Linked DNA regions of Mus musculus: region 1 is linked to region 2. A link is a contact called in public Hi-C data. All regions are on one chromosome and are shown on one strand. The core of a region is the stretch at or near the end of the contact, and the rest is flanking DNA. Distances in the headings are between cores, read along the strand shown. Region 1 overlaps Amotl1 (angiomotin-like 1). Region 2 has its middle 21 kb from the start of Cwc15.

Evidence for each region. A called contact is a pair of places that touch in the nucleus more often than the background predicts.
Region 1: a Hi-C map of muscle stem cells shows a contact between it and region 2, with 2.2 times the contacts expected there. The contact joins two enhancer-like sites. A contact is called at or near these places in 2 of 15 datasets of contacts at CTCF or cohesin (the NIH/3T3 cell line and embryonic stem cells), 35 of 484 Hi-C or Micro-C datasets (the AML12 cell line, the C2C12 cell line, the G1E-ER4 cell line and 10 more), 3 of 115 datasets of contacts at active chromatin or transcription factors (embryonic fibroblasts, embryonic stem cells and pancreatic cancer cells) and 1 of 9 other capture datasets (embryonic stem cells).

What each region holds. Positions count from the first base shown.
Region 1 is chr9:14,595,290-14,597,989 of GRCm38.p6, reverse strand. Amotl1 (angiomotin-like 1) reads left to right here. Exons shown (of 13, transcript NM_001081395.1): 2 at 1,390-1,539. Among named protein-coding and RNA genes, the nearest start is that of Amotl1, 18 kb to the left of the region's middle. Within about 2 kb of position 1,364, at least 58 of the 459 cell types and tissues checked have an H3K27ac peak or open chromatin away from gene starts, as enhancers often do. A contact at or near this core is called in muscle stem cells and pancreatic cancer cells, where this site is marked.
Region 2 is chr9:14,520,201-14,522,966 of GRCm38.p6, reverse strand. No RefSeq gene overlaps it. Among named protein-coding and RNA genes, the nearest start is that of Cwc15, 21 kb to the right of the region's middle. Within about 2 kb of position 1,481, at least 50 of the 459 cell types and tissues checked have an H3K27ac peak or open chromatin away from gene starts, as enhancers often do. A contact at or near this core is called in muscle stem cells and pancreatic cancer cells, where this site is marked.

The DNA.
Region 1 (2,700 bases), core at 115-2,614, 75 kb before region 2:
TATGCCTTGTTCCCCTCAATTTGGAAACTGTGTCAGGATTGACTTTAGATTAAAGCTGTCTGGAATACCCAATTTTAGCTGCAGGCTTTCAGAGTTATGCTTGTAAAAGACGAGGCCCAGAAAGGGACCCCCCTTCTCCTCAGGGCAGCTAGTGCATGCTGCCTTAGGAGTGTAGTTTTAGGCTGATCTTGGTACAATATGTCTTTCATGTTTGGTGTGTAATCATCTCTAAAGTGAGAGTCCCAATTAGAATTATTTTATTTGAAACTTACAAGGTAAGCATTTCAGCAGTGGAAATCATAATTTTATCTTTATGGGTCAGACGTGCCTACGATATGGTGAGCACATACAAATGGTATCTCACCTGAGGCACAATGACTCAGGGAGAGGGGCGATAGTCCTATCTTTGGCCCTTGGTGTCATGAGATGCTAGTAGCTCTGGTCTTGTGCAAAACTTAGGAAGAAATTTCAGATGCCTGGTTTGAAGCCATTTCTGAAAATTGTTCTTTTATTTTCAAATGGAATTATCTTTAAGGCAAGGGTCTTAATAAATAATAACAAGACTCTCCAGAGTAAATTGAGAACAACAACAACAAAAAGCAGAGCTTTAATCTTGGCATCCACACAGAGGTATATCAGACAGAACAGGAAGGGAACGTGGCTGGATCGGCCGGAGTTCCCACAATTGACAAATGTGCTGTCAGTGTCCCTGAAGTGGGGTCTCATGGTTGGTGGCTGTGGGTCTAAGAGTAGCCTCAAGTGTAACTTGAAAAAGAAGTGCACTAGTGTGTGTGTGTGTGTGTGTGTGTGTGTGTGTGTGTGTGTGTGTGCGCACTCTCGCGTGCACGTGTGTGTAGCAGAGAAGGGAGCTTGAGTGGCCATGAACTTGGCTAAGGCCCAGGCCCAGGTCACTGGTTCTACTGCAACGTGAGACTCAGAAGCCTCTCAGGGAGCCAGAGCACACTGTGTCTCAGCCTGGGACATTCTCTTGCTGACACATGGCCCGGCAAAGTGGCCACCCCTTCTTCTATCCTATATTTTTGGAGAGACAGCTGTTCTTCTCACTTTTCTTTTTCTGGCCTGCTCCATTCCTGTGTTTCTGCCCTCTACCTTGACCATTGCAAACCTCACGCCTCTCAGAGCTCCACAGAAGAAGACTGTGGGTGCTGTCCCTGGGTGACAGTTTTGCGCCTCCCCTCAGTGGCTGTTGGAAGCTTGTGGGTCAGCATGGTGGGTGGCTGGATTTGTGACAGTTCTGGGAAGTAGCTTTGGAATTTTATGAATGAAATAGGCAGAGTCACACTACAAGTTGCCATGTGGGGGGCATGAGTCACACAGGAAGGGGGCACGTGATTGGCACTAACACACACATCATTCTCTTTCTGCCAGCTCCTCCTCCCATCTGCTACAGCCCCAGCAGTCCTGTGCAGATTCTAGAAGACCCCGCCTACTTCTACCCAGACTTGCAGCTCTATTCTGGGAGGCATGAAGCATCTACTTTGACAGTGGAGGCAAGTGGAGGCCTAAGGGGGAAAAGCGGTAAGTCCTTGCACGTTGGGAGCACAGAGGGTCAGACCTTCTCGTTTTCGTCTCTTCTGCATTAAGTAATCCCCGTGCCTGTGACTTTAGTTTCTACCACTTTCATTACCGAAGGTCAATGGCAATTTGGAAGTATTAATTGAAAAGCACTAGAAGTAAACGGTTCATAAGTCTTAAATACAGTCACAGCTATATGCTGTCAGATCAGGTCTATGTTACTATTGGCTGCTACTGACAATCATATGTGTAATTTATGTTAACTTTATAAAGGTGTATGCTACACACACGGGGTGGGGGTGGAGAAACACACACACACACACACACACACACACACACACATACACACACGCTGCCTTGGCACTGTCCTTGTACATACAGACTTGGCACTCACTGTCCTTGGCTTCAGGATTCCACATTGGGTCTTGGAATGTATCCTTGAGTTGGATCCCAGAATGTAAAGAAGCTGAACACATGGTTGTCACCCCAGCACTGGTGAGGTGGAGAGAGGCAGGTCTCTGGGACTTGCTGGTCTAGTCATTGATCCCCAGGTCCCAGTAAGAGACTGTGCCTCAAAAGCACAAGGTGACCTTCTTCCCCAACCTCAGGGGTCAGAGAACCTTGTGGAAGAGAGAGCAGAAAGAATGTGAGAGCTGGAGAGGAGCAGGAGTCTTGTGAGATGCTGATTTTCTCACATGGCTGCTGCACACTTGAACTCATAGCAGCCGAGGACATGCAGAAGACCAAGGTGACAAGATCTGCCAGGGTCCCAGCTGGGCTGGCGGCACTGGATCCAGTGGGTTATAAAACGGGCTCAAAAATGAAAGGAAAGATGAAAAAAGGAAGGAGGGAGGAAGAGGGTGGTGGTAAAAGGGTATGAATGGACAGTGCCTGAGAAACTAGGAGTGGGCAGTAAATAGGTAGGCTCAAAATACATCATTTACATGTATGGCATTGTCAAAGAACAAATAAAGAGTATTCTATTAGGAGAACTAAGGTGGACGACTCCTGAGGAACAACATCTGAGGTTGTGGCCTCCACACATATATGATACCCACACAAACATGCATGTTCACCCTTCCCACAGTAGAAAGGACTATTTTGCTCCACTGTGTGACTCCCTCTATGAGAGGGAATCTTCCTGTCTTCCAACATGGAGGCTTC
Region 2 (2,766 bases), core at 232-2,731:
CTGCTCCATGCCGACCCCACCTGCCCGTGCCTATGTGGCCTTCCCCACACTGTCACTGCCTCCCCTCCCTACATGGCTTACCCACTCCTATAATGCCTTCTCTCTAAGGCTTGTTATGATTTCTAGAGTTGCTGCTTTCCTTTCATGGACCTTGACTTCTCCGGTGGTGGGGTGTTCACTCACTGTGAATACAATGACTTCCAACCCCATGTTCTCTGAAGATCTTCTAGTGAATTCAACCCAAGTTATGTACCAAATGTTAAGAGTTTACTGAATCCTGAACAGACCAAAAGGAGCCTCATCCACCAACAGGCTCGGTCAGGGGGCTGGACTGTGCTGTTGGTGGAGGTGGGTTGAATGCAAGAAGAGACACACACAGAACACATGCCACAGAACTAGGATCTTGGGTGCTGAGGTAGAGTTTGGGAAATGAGCTGTGCTGAAGGATTCTGTACAGGAAGAAGGAGATGGTGACCCCATCAAAGCCTTGGTCAAACCGAGTGGGTGCTGGAGCAAAATTTGCTTGCTGTGAGGTTTCCAGTCAGCCTGAACCTCCTGGGTGTCTCCATATGCCCACGTCTCTGGATGTAGAGCTGAAGGTTGGGAAGTCCTCACGTAATAGCCTACAGGGAAGAACTATTTACTTTGTGCCTTAGTTTCAAAGGTTTCCCTTGTCAGTCCTTGCCTCCATGGGTTTTGAGCCTGTGGTGAGGTGGGGATTGGTGACCGAGACCACTCAGTTCATGGCTGACAGGAAACAGGAAACATCAAGCAAGAGCTGCGTCCCAGTGCTGTCTTTCTATTCCAGCCAGGCACCTAAGCTTCTGGGCTGGTGTTGCTGGAATTCAGAGTGACTCCTTTCCCCTAATTAATCCTCTCTGCAAACATCCTTGCAGACACACCCGGTGTGCTTTCCTAATCTCCTCAATCCAGTCATGTTGATAATCAAGTGTAAACATCACAAGGTTTATCCCTTAAGGGTGCTGGGACAGCAGCTGCCTCTGTCTGCTGATGGAGGGCAGAGTGCCATAGAAGCATGTAGTGACCTTTGTGCACATCTCAGACAGGCTGTAGACTGGCACCCTTACAGACAACCCTGAAACACTTTGCAGAAAGAATGTACAGCCCACTAAAGGGTTTGGGGCCTGAGTCATTTAGTGAGGGAGATTTCTTGGTGAAGTCAGAGGAAGAGAAGCTGGAGAACCATGTCGAGAAAGGAATGGACTGAGTAAGGATGTATTCTTGGGGAGTCTGTCCTGAACCCAATGCAGAGGTGGAGGGCTCTGGGCCATAAGGACCATCATAGAATTTCCTCTTCCTCTGAGAAGCCACCATACCTATATTGATGGCTGATGGAAGATTATAATTGTGGAAAGATGGAGTGTGGCAGGTTAAGAGCTTTCTTTAGTCTCCATTATACTGTCTGACCTCACATCCTCATGACTGCCACATAAAACTTTTGGAATGTATGCCAGGCCTGGACTTGGTCTCCACCAGGCCTGAGGCTAAGAATGTGATAAGGCAGATACAAATCCTGCACGGAGATCTCTCTGTGGTAGCCCTGATGTCCCTCAGAATTATTAAACTCATTGATGAATTGCATGCTTGTGTTGTGTGGCTAGGAGAGAGTTCATGGAATTTCACAGTGGAGCATATCACATTCCGGGTAACTTGACCTTACCTTTCTGGGTCACAGTCACTCATATTTAGAATGATCCTTAAAACAAGTTGTTACTTTCTGTAAACACTCTAACCCCAGGCCAGGAGGGCCTTAGTTGATGGCTGTCAGCCAGAGTGGGGACTTCCTAGACCTGTGCTGCTGCTAGCCAGGGTGATGTTTGGGGAAATGAGAGCTGTCATAGAGGGGAAATAATGTTTGCTGAGTACTTCCTGCTGTTGGTGAAAACCTTCTGCCTTTCTACACCTCTTCCAAACTAACAAGTTAGCTTGCTACAGTTGCATAGCTCTTTGTAGAAGACAGAAATGCAGGACCGTTTATTTTGCTCCGCAACAGCAGTGTCCAGGGTATCATATTCCCATGTAGCGACCCGAGCTCTGATTCCCAGGCCTCTCTCTTACCAGAGTTGTGGGCCAGGAGAGGAACCATGAGTGGCAGAAAATCCGGCCTTTTATAATGGATGCTAAATATCCTTGCCTTTAGCTATCAGGGAAGACTCTAGTCCTATCTTCAAGGCTGTTCACTATGTACTAGTTTTCAAAAGGATAGAATAGAATAGGAAAACTTGGCATTATCTTCCAACATGCAACACAACATGCTGTGTGTGGCCACAGGCATCATATGGGCTAGGTATAACAAGCTACATTTAAAAATGTTGAAATTGAAACCCAGGGCAACTTGCTTAAGCTCGAACCTTGAAAAGCCAGATGGCAAACCTTGTCTAAAGAATCAATTCCCTCTTCAGGTGGAGGTAGGGGTAGGGATTTTTTTTAAAGCTTCTTAAACCAGCAGAGCATTCCATTTCTGATTTTCCTTTTGGGGGCCCTGTTCCCAGAGTTTCTCATGGCTGGACTCTTCTCACTACCCAGCTCCATGCAGATGTAACTGCTTCATGTTAGCAAAAGTGCCTCTGGCACTTTGATGGTCACCTACATGTCAACTGGTACAAAGAACACCAAGCAAGGCATATGGGTAAACATTATATTGAGAATATCTATCTTTCTTTCTGGGTGATACTGATATTTAAAATGTAGGGTAAACCAAAATGACCCCCCAAGTTGTGGCTGCCCCAACCAATCCAGGAAGTG